2 separate regions of the Ovis aries genome follow, and region 1 is linked to region 2. A link is a contact called in public Hi-C data. All regions are on one chromosome and are shown on one strand. The core of a region is the stretch at or near the end of the contact, and the rest is flanking DNA. Distances in the headings are between cores, read along the strand shown.

What was found. Hi-C and Micro-C count contacts between places; a contact is called where the count stands out from the background.
Region 1: a Hi-C map of tail adipose tissue shows a contact between it and region 2, with 3 times the contacts expected there. The contact joins the promoter of CD34 here to the enhancer-like site in region 2. A contact is called at or near these places in 9 of 16 Hi-C or Micro-C datasets (blood, liver, mesenteric adipose tissue and 5 more).

What each region holds. Positions count from the first base shown.
Region 1 is chr12:74,890,320-74,896,340 of ARS-UI_Ramb_v3.0, forward strand. It overlaps CD34 (CD34 molecule), which reads left to right and starts at 4,482. Exons shown (of 7, transcript XM_060396222.1): 1 at 4,482-4,565. LOC132657485 (a long non-coding RNA gene) reads right to left here. Exons shown (of 4, transcript XR_009595767.1): 2 at 5,536-5,767; 3 at 4,121-4,224; 4 at 1-4,011.
Region 2 is chr12:74,843,280-74,848,965 of ARS-UI_Ramb_v3.0, forward strand. LOC114117305 (a long non-coding RNA gene) reads right to left here. Exons shown (of 2, transcript XR_003591021.3): 1 at 3,276-5,686; 2 at 1-1,156. Among named protein-coding and RNA genes, the nearest start is that of CD34, 49 kb to the right of the region's middle. Within about 2 kb of position 3,257, at least 30 of the 54 cell types and tissues checked have an H3K27ac peak or open chromatin away from gene starts, as enhancers often do. A contact at or near this core is called in liver, muscle and tail adipose tissue, where this site is marked.

The DNA of each region.
Region 1 (6,021 bases), core at 3,232-5,731, 48 kb after region 2:
ATCTCCTGGAGAAGGGAAAGGCTACCCACTCCAATATTCTGGCCTGGAGAATTCCTATATGGGCCATGGGGTCGCAAAGTCAGACACACTGAACGACTTTAACCTTCACTTTTCAAAGAGCCTAGAATAGCCAGGCCACTTTTCTGAGAAAAAAATTGAGTCTTCACTTGACCTAACCATATCAGGACTTATCCAAAGCTGCACACATGGTGACCGATGGATAGGGAGCCTAGAAAGAGGCCCACGTACATGCGAAGTGCAGATACGGAACAGAAATGGCGTTCCAGACGAACAGGGAGAGGCCACACAGCAAGCAGAGCTGGGCAAGGGCTTCTCTGTATAAAAAAGACATGAACCTGGATTCGTGCCAAGTATTCTCCCTGCATCTCTCAGTCCCAACCCCACACTTCTGTCATCTTCTCTGTAGTGCAGAGTATAATGTACGTTTGCTTTATTCTGTGAGAATATTCACTTCTGCTACAGAGGACAAGGAAAGCAAACAGGATAGGTGAAAATCATCAGTATTAACTATGGATGATAAGTAAGCAAGTAGTTTGTGAGACATAAGCAGAATTCAGATGACTAAAAATAGGAGCAAAGTTGTAATCTGTAAGACATGAAAAAATAGAATAAATGCAATGTATTATATAAAAAAGAAGGGAACAAACAAGAGCGTTACTTCTGTGTAGAAAGGAATAGAAAAATCAAGTCATAAGTCAGCAGGTGTAGGGCATGGCCCCTCAGGGCTGACACCTTTAAGCTCTCTTCCTGTTGGGAGCATCACTCTGGCCCCTGTATGCTCTGCTGCAGAAACCCTGGCAAAAGGGGGTGGCTGCCCAGAATGTATGCATTGTATCAATAAACTGGACGCCAAACCTGCTTGCCCTTGCGTCTCCCCGTAGAACAAGTATATGTTACTCCCAAGCATCTTCCACCTACTGACTCCTTAACCTCGATTCTGATCCTGGCAACTACACTAGCAGAGCAAAACACAAGGTTCGGGGAGCTCAGTCCTTTCACCCTGCGGCACCCCATCCCAACTGGGTGCTGTGCCGTGCTGTGCTTAGTCGCTCAGTCACGTCTGACTCTTTGCGACCCCATGGACTGTAGCCCACCAGGTTCCTCTGTTCATGGGGATTCTCCAGGCAAGAATACTGGAGTGAGTTGCCATATCCTCCTCCAGGGGATCTTCTCACCCAGGAATTGAACCCAGATATCCTGCAAGTCTCCCGCATTGCAGGCAGATTCTTTATCATCTGAGCCACCAGGGAAGCCCAAGAATACTTGAATGGGTAGCCTATCCCTTCTCCAGGGGATATTCCCAATCCAGGAATCAAACTCAGGTCTCCCACATTGCGGGCAGATTTCTTTACCAGCTGAGCTACCAGGGAAGCCCCAAAGTATGTTAACCTATCTGATTCTTTCCTATTTTTTCTAACTGTATGGTTTAAATAGATAGCCTCTAAATGCATAACCTTTGTGATTTGATCACCATAATTTGGTTTGAGCCTTCTTGGTCTGGGGCCTCTATAGCCTGCCTCGAGCATACTTGGAGGTTTCCACTGCATGGAACTAATCTCCCAAAAGACACTACATGCCACATTTCCCATACTCCCTTGTCAGCTGGTTGCTGGTTTTGTTCTGGCAAGAGGAAGTACTGGAGAGATTGGCAGGTGGGAAGAGAAAAGAATGGGCTCACATCTGACTGCAGGTTCTCATCACCTCCTTCTAATATTAATATCTGGACACTTCCACCACCAAGGATCCCTCCTTGCCAAACTGGGCTCCAAATCCTGAAAACTTTCAAAGACCCAAGATAAGAAAGCAACGTGGGGAAAAAAAGAGTCTTGGTTCCAAAATATGAAAATGTTTCAAATGAACAAATGTTTTATTAAGTGCCTCGTATTCTTGCCTGGAGAATCCCAGGGATGGGGAAGCCTGGTGGGCTGCCATCTTTGGGGTTGCACAGAGTTGGACATGACTGAAGCGACTTAGAAAAACAAAAAAAAAGGTAAACTTAACCAACTTAGAAGCTGCAACTCACTCTTTTGATGAGATGAGAAGGTTGGATGGCATCACCAACTTGATGGACATGAGTCTGAGCAAACTCGGGGAGTTGGTGATGGACAGGAAAGCCTGGCGTGCTGTGGTCCATGGGGTTGCAAAGAGTCTTTCCTTCCTTTTTTTTATACATCAAAGAAGTTACATTTAACACAGGATGAGGGTCTATTTTAAACGGATTGATATGACATGTATGTGTTTGGGGCCTGGGCTGGTGGATGTTCACTGGTAAGGGTAGCCATGACCGAGTGGTCTATAAAGGGTCCAACAGAGCCTCTCACTCTACAGATGACTGTTACATCCTCCACGATGTGTGGTGTAGTTAACATCCTCTTTCAGCAACAGCTCATGTGACAAAGTTGGGGAGGAGAGACATTAAGGAGCAGCCAAGAAAGGCTAAAGCTTTGAAGGCACTAACTAGCTCAACTCTGTGTGGCCTGTGACGAAACACAAGGCTGTGGTCCCAGGAAGGACGTGTATCCAGAGGCTAGAACCTGAGGTTGTGGGTGATCAGGGTAAGGCTATGTGTGCTTGGGGTCATGGGTCTCAGGGACCCTGGAAAATAGGAAGAGTGGACAGTTATCCCCTGGTGTCATGGTTCTGGTGTCATCCATAGTCCTTTAAGCCAGAGAACAGCTCTGGTTTCCCAGAGTAAGTGATCGGTCAGCCTCCAATGCCCTCTACTCCTATTTCCCTCCCTGAAGTTTGTCATCCACTTTGTACCTAGCCTGACTTTGTTCTATACCAGGGCTTCCTAAATTTTAGCATGTGTAAAAGAGATTGCCTATTAAAAGTGTAGAGTCCCAGACCTTACCCTCGATTCTCTGTGCACCATGCTTTGAGAAGCTCTGCTCCACAGGATCATTCTCTCCTCTGCCCCCAAAACGAATTAAGAAATTCAGGTGCTAGGGACAAGTTCTTTCCTGTTTCCTGTGCTCCAGCTAGGGCAGACAAAGGGCATTTAAAGTAACCAGAAGAATTTACTGAGGATGAAGGAAGAGCCAAGAGAGACAAATTGGTTTTCACACGGGGTTTCCAACCTCCCATTCTATTCACCTCCTCTCACTGGGGGTAAAGCAGTCCCGTTTCCTGGAGCTGAGAGAGTCCAGGTTGGGGAGGGCAACTCTTTTTCTCTGTCTACTCGGAGTTCCAAGGACAAAAGCCTGATTTTTAAAATGTGTCTTGTAGCACTTTCTGTCCCCATCTGCAGGCCCTTGAGATCACGGTGTGGTCAGTGTGGTCAGATGTGAATTCCCATCTGTGCTTTCTATCAGAGTCATAGCACCACCACACGTGCTACCAAGTCGGCTTCGGGAGGCTTTGGCCTCCTTCTGTGATGCAAGGCTTCATTTCCTCTGTCAAGGAAAGTCGGGCAACAAGACCACAGTGGAAGTTCTGGGTTTTGCTTTTAGACCTGGACCCGCTTCCACTCTCATAATGCCAGGGGGGTCTCTGCAGAGAAGGAAATCAGAGAGGAGCTGAGGGTGCTGGGCTTTCTGTCCCTTTGGGCTCGGTGCTGCAGTCATTGTGGAAGAGACTGGACTGGATATCTGTAATCCTGCGAGCCCACTCAGGATCTCAGAGCATGGTCTCCAAGACTGTGCTTTCTCTTCCCCGCTCCGGGTGCCATCATCTGCTCCTCCAGGCTCCTCTATCCCTCCATCTCCATCCCCATAATCAGGTCTGTAACTAGGCTGACCTCCTAGCTCCCAGGTTCAGTAATTCAGTTTACCAACATCCAGAACAACTCCTGAGGAGTATGGGAGCTCCAGGACCAACTAGGTAAAAGGTGGTGGAGTCAGGAGAAGTATTTTTTTCTGATAGAAGATCAGGATGGAGCCCCTAGAGTCTCAGCCCCAGGACTGGAGAGGGGGCTGGGGTGACTGGGGAGAAAGCATCCCAGGTGCTAGTGGAGTTCTTTGTCTTTATGATGCTGGCGACAGGATCAAACTATGTGAGAAAGCAGGGCCGGTCACAGGGAGAAAAATAAAAACCCTCCAAATTAAAATAAACAAATCTTGTAAGGGGTGGGGGGGGGGGGGACAAAATGAACAATTACCGTCATTTACGTGTCCTGCTCAGGCTTTCTGCATCGTTACCACACATCGCAGTCTGCATCAGGTTTAACACGGGGTACGTTTTGCCTGGCTTCCCTGTTTTTACCTGATTAGCAAAAATGCTCACACTTGTAAACTCAGGTCCTTACCAGTAGATTCCTTCTGCAAGATTGTTCTCAGCTTAAAACTTAAAAACCAAGGAAAACAAAAAGGAAAGGAAATGAGGAAAAAGAAAAAAAAAAATGAGGAAACCTGACCTGGATACCTGTAAGGCTGACACCAAGGGGTTAAAAGTTCAGTGGAAGTGAGCTTGAAGAAGCTGGGGTCGCTCTATCAAGTTGAACAAGGCATCTGGGGGCCCTTACAAAACCTTTTTTGGCCTCGACAGCGGCAACCTCGGCCTCGCTCCTAACTTCCTCGGCCTTTGGGACTAAGCGGAAAGCTCACGTTAGTGGCAGCCAAGGAGAGGGGCTGGCCGTGCCAGGACCGAAGAGGGAGGGGAGGGGAAAAAGCGCGTTTCGCCCACCCCACGCTCGGGCGGAGGGGCGGGGAGCCGCGCGTCCCGGCCGGGCCAGGCAGTGTCTCGCGCTCTGCGCATCTCTCCGGGGTCGCCGCGGGAACGATGCTGGGCCGCAGGGGCGCGCGCGCGGGGCGCGGGATGGCGCGGGGCTGGACCGCGCTCTGCCTGCTGAGTCTGCTGCGTGAGTACGGGCCGCGCGCCCGGCCCGCCCGGCTGGGCGGCCGGGAGGGTCGGCGCTCTCCCAGGGGCAGAGCGCGCCGGGTGGAGGCGACCGCGGAACCAGGGGGACCCCCGCCCCGGGGACCCCCCGCCCCACTCCCCGCGCCCACGCCCACTGCCGCAGCTCCTGGCGTGGTGGGACTGAGGCCGCTCCAACACAGCCCGTTGGGGACCGGCCCCTCACCTGGGAGTCGGTGGGGGTGGGACGCGACGGGAAGGGGACCCCCTGAGTGTAGCCCAGGTGTAAACCGGGCGGCGCGCCCCAGGCCTCCCGGAGTCAGGCCGGGAGACTCTTCTCTGAAATAAAGCGCTCTGGAGATGCCAAAGGTGCGCGGAGCGCAGAGCTGGAGCCAGAATCCGGGAGAGGGGAGGAGAGAAGAAAAGGAAAGGAAAGGAAAAGTTTGTAGCTGATGGTTGGTTCAGAAAGCGAGCGGCAGCCGAGCCGGTTGCTGGGAAGGGAGCGCTGGCGCCCACGTACCACCCGGACACGGGGAGCCAGAACTGGACCTTCAAGCAGTGGGAGCCAAGCCCGCTTGGGGTGAGGCCCGGTCCGAGGTCCAGAGGCCAGGGCGGTAGGCTAAGCTAGGTGACAGGGGGAGTTTGCAGTGAAGAAGAGCCCGTGCGAGTGCATTTAAGATGGGAAAGCTGGGTTAAGACTCCTTCTCCGGGCATCCACACCTGCTTCGCTGGAGAGAAGGGACGCGTGACTGGAATTTGCTCTGTACTCTGCTGTCTCTCTCCCCATCACAGCCGCTCACCCCGGCACAAATTCAAGCTCTTTGCATTTGGGGGGGTTTCTTTCCGTGCCCTATTCTCCAAGTTCTAACCAGTGGACAGAGCTGCAGACCGGGGTGCACTCCTTTGCTTATCCAGGCAGGCCTGGATACTTCTTAAGCTCTTGCTGTCATTTCTGTTGAAAAGAAAAAAATTGGTAGGCACGCAATCAATATTTGTAATTGCTTTCATTTGGGGATAACACTCTCGGTCTCACCTCATGGAGCTCAGATGAATTTAAATGTTATATATTATTCTCTTGTTAGCTCCAGGTTCTGCTTCCAGGCTCCCGGGCTCCCAATTCCCTAGTCTTAATTGCATCCTAAAAGCCACCCACCATGGCCCCTCTGAGTGACCTGGGTCAGCCAGCCAGGCCTCTCCCTTTGGGCC
Region 2 (5,686 bases), core at 2,007-4,506:
TGGAGGGGGCGGTAGAGAGGGAGGGTGGAGGGAAGAGCCCCCATCAGGGAAGGTGCAGAGAGCCACAGAAGAACATTCCATAAAGCACAGAAACCCCTTCTCCAGCTGAAGTTTCCTCCATAACCCAGACCTCCCTCCCAGAAAGTCCAAGGTGCCCCCCGCCTGCCCCAGCCCCTCTGCTGATCTACTTAACCCAGAGACACTGGGGCTCCTGCGCTTTGATCCTGCAGGCGTCGGGAGCTTTTTGTTCTATTATTCACTGCAGGGTGGATACTGGCTTGTCTCTCCTCATTACAGGTTGTGGCTGGACTGCCCACCACCTCCCCAAGGCCACTGGACGATGTCCATCAATAAGTCAGTAACAGTGACTGGATGTGAGAAGCCTTCTGGGGCAAGGGTTGGCACCATTTCAGAATCAGAGTTTTCGACAAGCCTCTTTTTTAGGAGGAGAGCTGGAGAGGAAAGCAATAAGCATAAAAACCATAGAAGTGCAGTTAGAGATGCTAAGAGACATGTCTCTGCCCTGCTGATCGGGCAGCTTCGGAAGGCGGGTCTTGCTCGTAGGGCTGTGTGTGTCCCCCAGAGCAGCCGACACACAGTGAGACACCACCAGTATTTATTTAACAAGCGAGTGCACGAGCGGGCTTCTCCTCCCAACCCTCAAGACCGTCTTCTCCAAGAAGGAGCACAGAGCTTCGCGGCACTTCTAACTGCACACCGTGATGGGACAAGTCTGGCTGTCTACCCACGATCCCGCACATACCCACCAGAGGGTAAAAGGTCTAGGCAGTCATTTCCTTTTGTTTACAGCTGCGTCCTTAGCACCCAGCACCATGCCCAGCTCGCAGCGGGCCCTCAACCAATGTGTACAATAAATGAGTAAATCGGGTGTCAGAATCGAGACCTATTTCCAGGTCGGCTGCCAGCTTGCTGAGTAACCCAGGCCAGTCACTTCCCCTCTCTGGGTCTCAGTTTGTCCCTCTCTGTACTGAGGGCTGTGTGCCAGAAGATCTCCAGTGAGGTCATCCAGTCTAGACGCTTCTTGAAAAAGATGAAACACGGGTGTCACCATAAAGAGTCACGTGGTGATTCTTCCAAACTCATGTTCTGTCCCTTGCATTGTTATGGGAGCCTCCATCACCAGGCCTCTGATAACCTATGGGGAAGCAGATGAGATGGGGTTACATCGTAAACCACAGATCCCTGCAGCCAGGATGAATCTTCAGGAATTAGATACAAGAAATGCCCTAGCCTGGAAGGCATGACTTCCCCCAAAGTGGCAAAACCTTGGCAAGTTCGTACCTTCATGCCTGAAGCTGCTTTCCCCCCACCAACTCCAGGCACAGACTCAGCAGTGGGAAGAACATGAAAATGGAGGGAAGCCCTTAGGAAGCCGTTTCCCAGCACATAGTCTAGAAACACAGGTGGAACTGAGCATGGGCGGAGGCCAGTAACGCTTTTTTGTAATTAATCTTGGAATTTCCAAGGAGAGAAAACACATTGCAAACTGACTCCCGGAGAAAAGCACAAGGAGGGATCATAGAAGATTAAGGACAACTCAGGCTCAGGGAGGACTTGGCCTGCCTAGCTAGCCGGCAACGACGAACTTCAAGAGAACTAACTGTGTGCAGCGTGGTTGCCTAAGTGGACTTGGGCACACAACGATCACTGTCCTGTGGGGGTTCACTCTCCACAGCTAAGCCCCCCTTGTGGGATGCCCTTCAGACATTGTTATGACTGGACAAGTCCCCAGCAGCCCCTCCATCTTCACTCCCACCTTGCAGAAAGCTTGCCTCTCTGGAATTGTTCTTAGACCACACGCATTATGTCTTTGTGGGGTGGGCAAAGGGGAGCGTCAGCCCTAGTTCATAGACCTAGGGGGTGGAATTTAAGGGCTGGCCAGGGTTTTTCCAGTAGTCATGTAGGGATGGGAGAGTTAGACCATAAAGAAGGCAGAGCGCCGAAGAATTGATGCTTTTGAACTGTGGTGTTGGAGAAGACTCTTGAGAGCCCCTTGGACTTCAAGATCAAACCAGCCCACCCTCAAGGAAATCAGTCCTTAATATTCACTGGAAGGACTGATGCTGAGACTGAAGCTCCAATACTTTGGCCACTTGATGCGAAGAACTGACTCATTGGAAAAGACCCTGATGCTCGGAAAAACAGGGGCAGGAGGATAAGGTGATGATAGAGGATGAGATCGTTGAATGGCATCACTGACTCCATGGACATGAGTTTGAGCAAATTCCGGGAGATAGTGAAGGACAGGGAGGCCTGGCGTGCTGCAGTCCATGGGGTCGCAAAGAGTCAGGCACGACTGAGCGACTGAACAACAATAGGCTAGTCACTTCTAAGTCTTGACCCCGCCCCACCGCACCCCGCTGCCTCCCCCGTCCTCCCCTAGAGCCTCGCTCAAGGTCAGGGAGGAGGGAGCGGTGGTTCCCAGCACTGCAGTCTCCTGACATGTACTTTACAGGCTGTTGACTCCCAAACAATACAGTCCATGCTGATCTGCAGGGTATCTTCCGCCTAGTTTTCCAGTAAACTATTCCCACCGAACAAACACGCAGTCTCCCGGTCCCCGCGCGGACCTGGAAAAACACAGCGCTTGGCTGGGCTCCCGGCCTGGGGTTTGCCTGCCATCCGCTCCCGGCCAGCGCCGGCCGCATATGGACGCACGCGGGGTGCCCTGGTGCCCAGCTTCCACTGGGGGGCGCCCGCGGGCCGCGGGAGCGCCGGCCGCTCGCGCCCCGTCTCCCGGGCGCGCCCGGCCCGCGCCTGCGCACACCCGAGGCCGCCCCGGGCCCCGCGCCCGAGAGCCGCGCTTCCGGCGGCCTTGGCTGTGGAGGTTACCCCGGGCCACTCTCCCGGGAGGGCTGGCTCTGAGGTCCGCGAGCGGGAACGGAGGGCCGGTGTCCGCCCTGCGGAGACCCGGCCGCCGTGTTCCGAGGCCCCAGCGGCGCGATCAGAGGCAGCGGCCTGCGGTGGCGCGGGGGGCTTTTAGGAAGAATTATTCTTCCTAAATTTAGGAAGCAGCCGCTGCCCCTTAAATCCCGGAGCCGCTCTCTTCCACGGCTTTGGCCGCCCGGCTGGCCTCGCGACGTTGCGTCCTCGGGTCCACCGACCGCCTGTCAGCTCCAAGCTGAGCAAGGCCGCCTCGATTTTCAGAAGTCGCACCGACCGGGCAGGGGAGGCCTGGGGCGAGGGCCACTGGCGCGTCCATGGTACAGAGAGAGCCGCAGGAACGGAGGGGCCGGCGGGCCAGTTGGACTTACTGCTCACCGAGTCCCAAGGTCAGAGCGGGGAACGACGCCAGGGATCAGCCAGACACCGATGGGAGAACTGGGAGAGCACGTTGTCCAAGGTCACTGAATTTGCTGGCAAGGAGCAAACCCTACCATGTGAGCCCTTAGTTTCAGTTCAGTCACTCAGTCGTGCCCAACTCTTTGCGACCCCATGGACTGCAGCACGCCAGGCCGCCCTGTCCATCACCAACTCCGGAGTTTGCTCAAACTCTTGTTCACCGCGTCGGTGATAGCATCCAGCCACCTCATCCTCTGCCGTCCCCTTCTCTCGCCTTCAGTCTTTCCCAGCATCAGGGCCTTTTCCAGTGAGTTCTTGGGACCCTGTAATGGTTCCCCTAGCTCTTGGGAGAAAGTTCGAGCTCCTTCAAAGGGCCTCGAGGCCCTGGGGCATCATCAGCCCCTGCTTACTCGGCTGCAGAGCCGCTCCCTTCGCCTCTCTTCATCTCTGGGCTTGGCCAGGTCCAGTGAGCCCGGCCTCCTGCAGCCCTAGTCTCTGCGGGCAACTCCTCCTTGTCTTCTAGCTCCAGGCTCACACGCCATTTCCTCTGGAAAGCTCTCCAGGCCTTCCCCTGTGCCTCACGCACAGAGCCCTGTCCGACAGCGCGGCCAGATAGCTGGTGCCACAATTCCCTGCCTCTTCACCCGGAGTCCCCTTCCACCACGAGACTGTGCCTGGGGCCGTGATACAGTGAAGTCGCTCAGTCCTGTCCAACTCTTTTCGACCCCATGGACCGTAGCCTACCAGGCTTCTCCATCCATGGATGGGATTTTCCAGGCAAGAGTACTGGAGTGGGTTGCCATATCCTTCTCCAGGAGATCTTCCCAACCCAGGGATCGAACCCAGGTTTCCTGCATTGCAGGCAGATGTTTTACCACCTGAGCCGTCAGGGAAGCCTTTGATAGGCACTCTATAAATACGGGATGAATGAATGAACGGGCAGAGCTCCTCCCATCTGGTTTCTGGACCTATGTACTTTTCAACATATTGCACACTGACCCTTTACTCTTGTAACTAAAGGCTTATGGCATGGAAGCACCCATGTTATGTGGCAAAACTGGGGAAATCAAGTCTCAGAACAAGAGCCAGTTCTTGAAAGAATACTCTGTTCCTTGCTTTTGCTTCCAAGAAGTAATTTTCAACATGGTGTTTTCCCTAGTGCTCTGAATGGTAATTTCTAACTTATTTTTGTTATTTCACTCAGAGAAACGATCTCACAAAACAGATTTCAAACCGTGTTCCTAGAATCTGACGGACTGTTTGAGGGACTCCATGTGCCCACTTCAATCAGAGAAGCACCATTTTTATTTTATTTTTTTATTTTCCAGGTAGTTCTTGTGGTAAAGAAAAGGAGCCAAGGTTTCTATTGATGCTTTAAGAATATTGAGAAATGAATGGCGCCAAAAGATTGCAGAGTAGAACAGCTGAAGAGCTGTGAACAATGGTTAACAACTAATCATTCCAAAGGCCTGTAACTTCCATTCCCAGTGAGGCACATGCTACAATTTCCCAACCTACTTAGCTTCCCCCCTGTTCTTTTATGCGGAGTCTATGTCTGTGGCTCTTCATTATTTCTTCTTCCCTCATAGCAGGGAATCTGATGTTAAATGGATACAGGAAGAAAGGCAGAGGTATATTTTTCTGCAAAGTTTGTCACATTTATAGGAGAAGTTGCTATGTTACTTCTTTTTTTTTTTTTTAACTGGAGGACAATTGCTTTACAATATTGTATTGGTTTCTGCCATATATCACAATGAATCAGCCATAGGTATACATACATCCACTCCCTCCAGAACATCCCACCCCATCCCACCCCTCTAGGTGGTCACAGAGCACTGGGTTGAGCTCCCGGTGTCACACAGCAAATTCCCACTTCTTGATTGAAAAAGAGAGTTGAACATTTGATATTTCTCCTTAGAAAAATGTTCTGAGGCCCCAGTTCTGCCCCTCCCCCTGCCAAGTGGCCTCCCTTCAAAGATGCTCGGGACCTAGTCTGTGGAACTCGAGAATGTGTTCTCGGCAAGAGGAACTTTACTGATGTGATTACGTTAAGAATCTTAAAGAGATTATCCTGGATTAGCCACGTAGGCCCAGTGTAATCGGAAGAGGCCTTACAAGGAGGGGGGAAGCGTGTCAGAGTCAGAAGGTATGTCAGTGGAAACAGAGCTTGGAGCCAGTGCGAGGTGAGGAAGACTTAGCTCAACACTGATGGCTTTGAAGACGGAGGAAGCACAATGCAGGTGCCCTCCAGAAAACAGACAAGGGCAGGAAACGGGTCCTCCCTTAGCACTTCTAGAGGGAACATAATCCTGCTGGCACCTTGACTTTAACCCCAGTGAGACCGATTTTGGACTTTGGGCCTTCAGAACTGTAAGATACATGC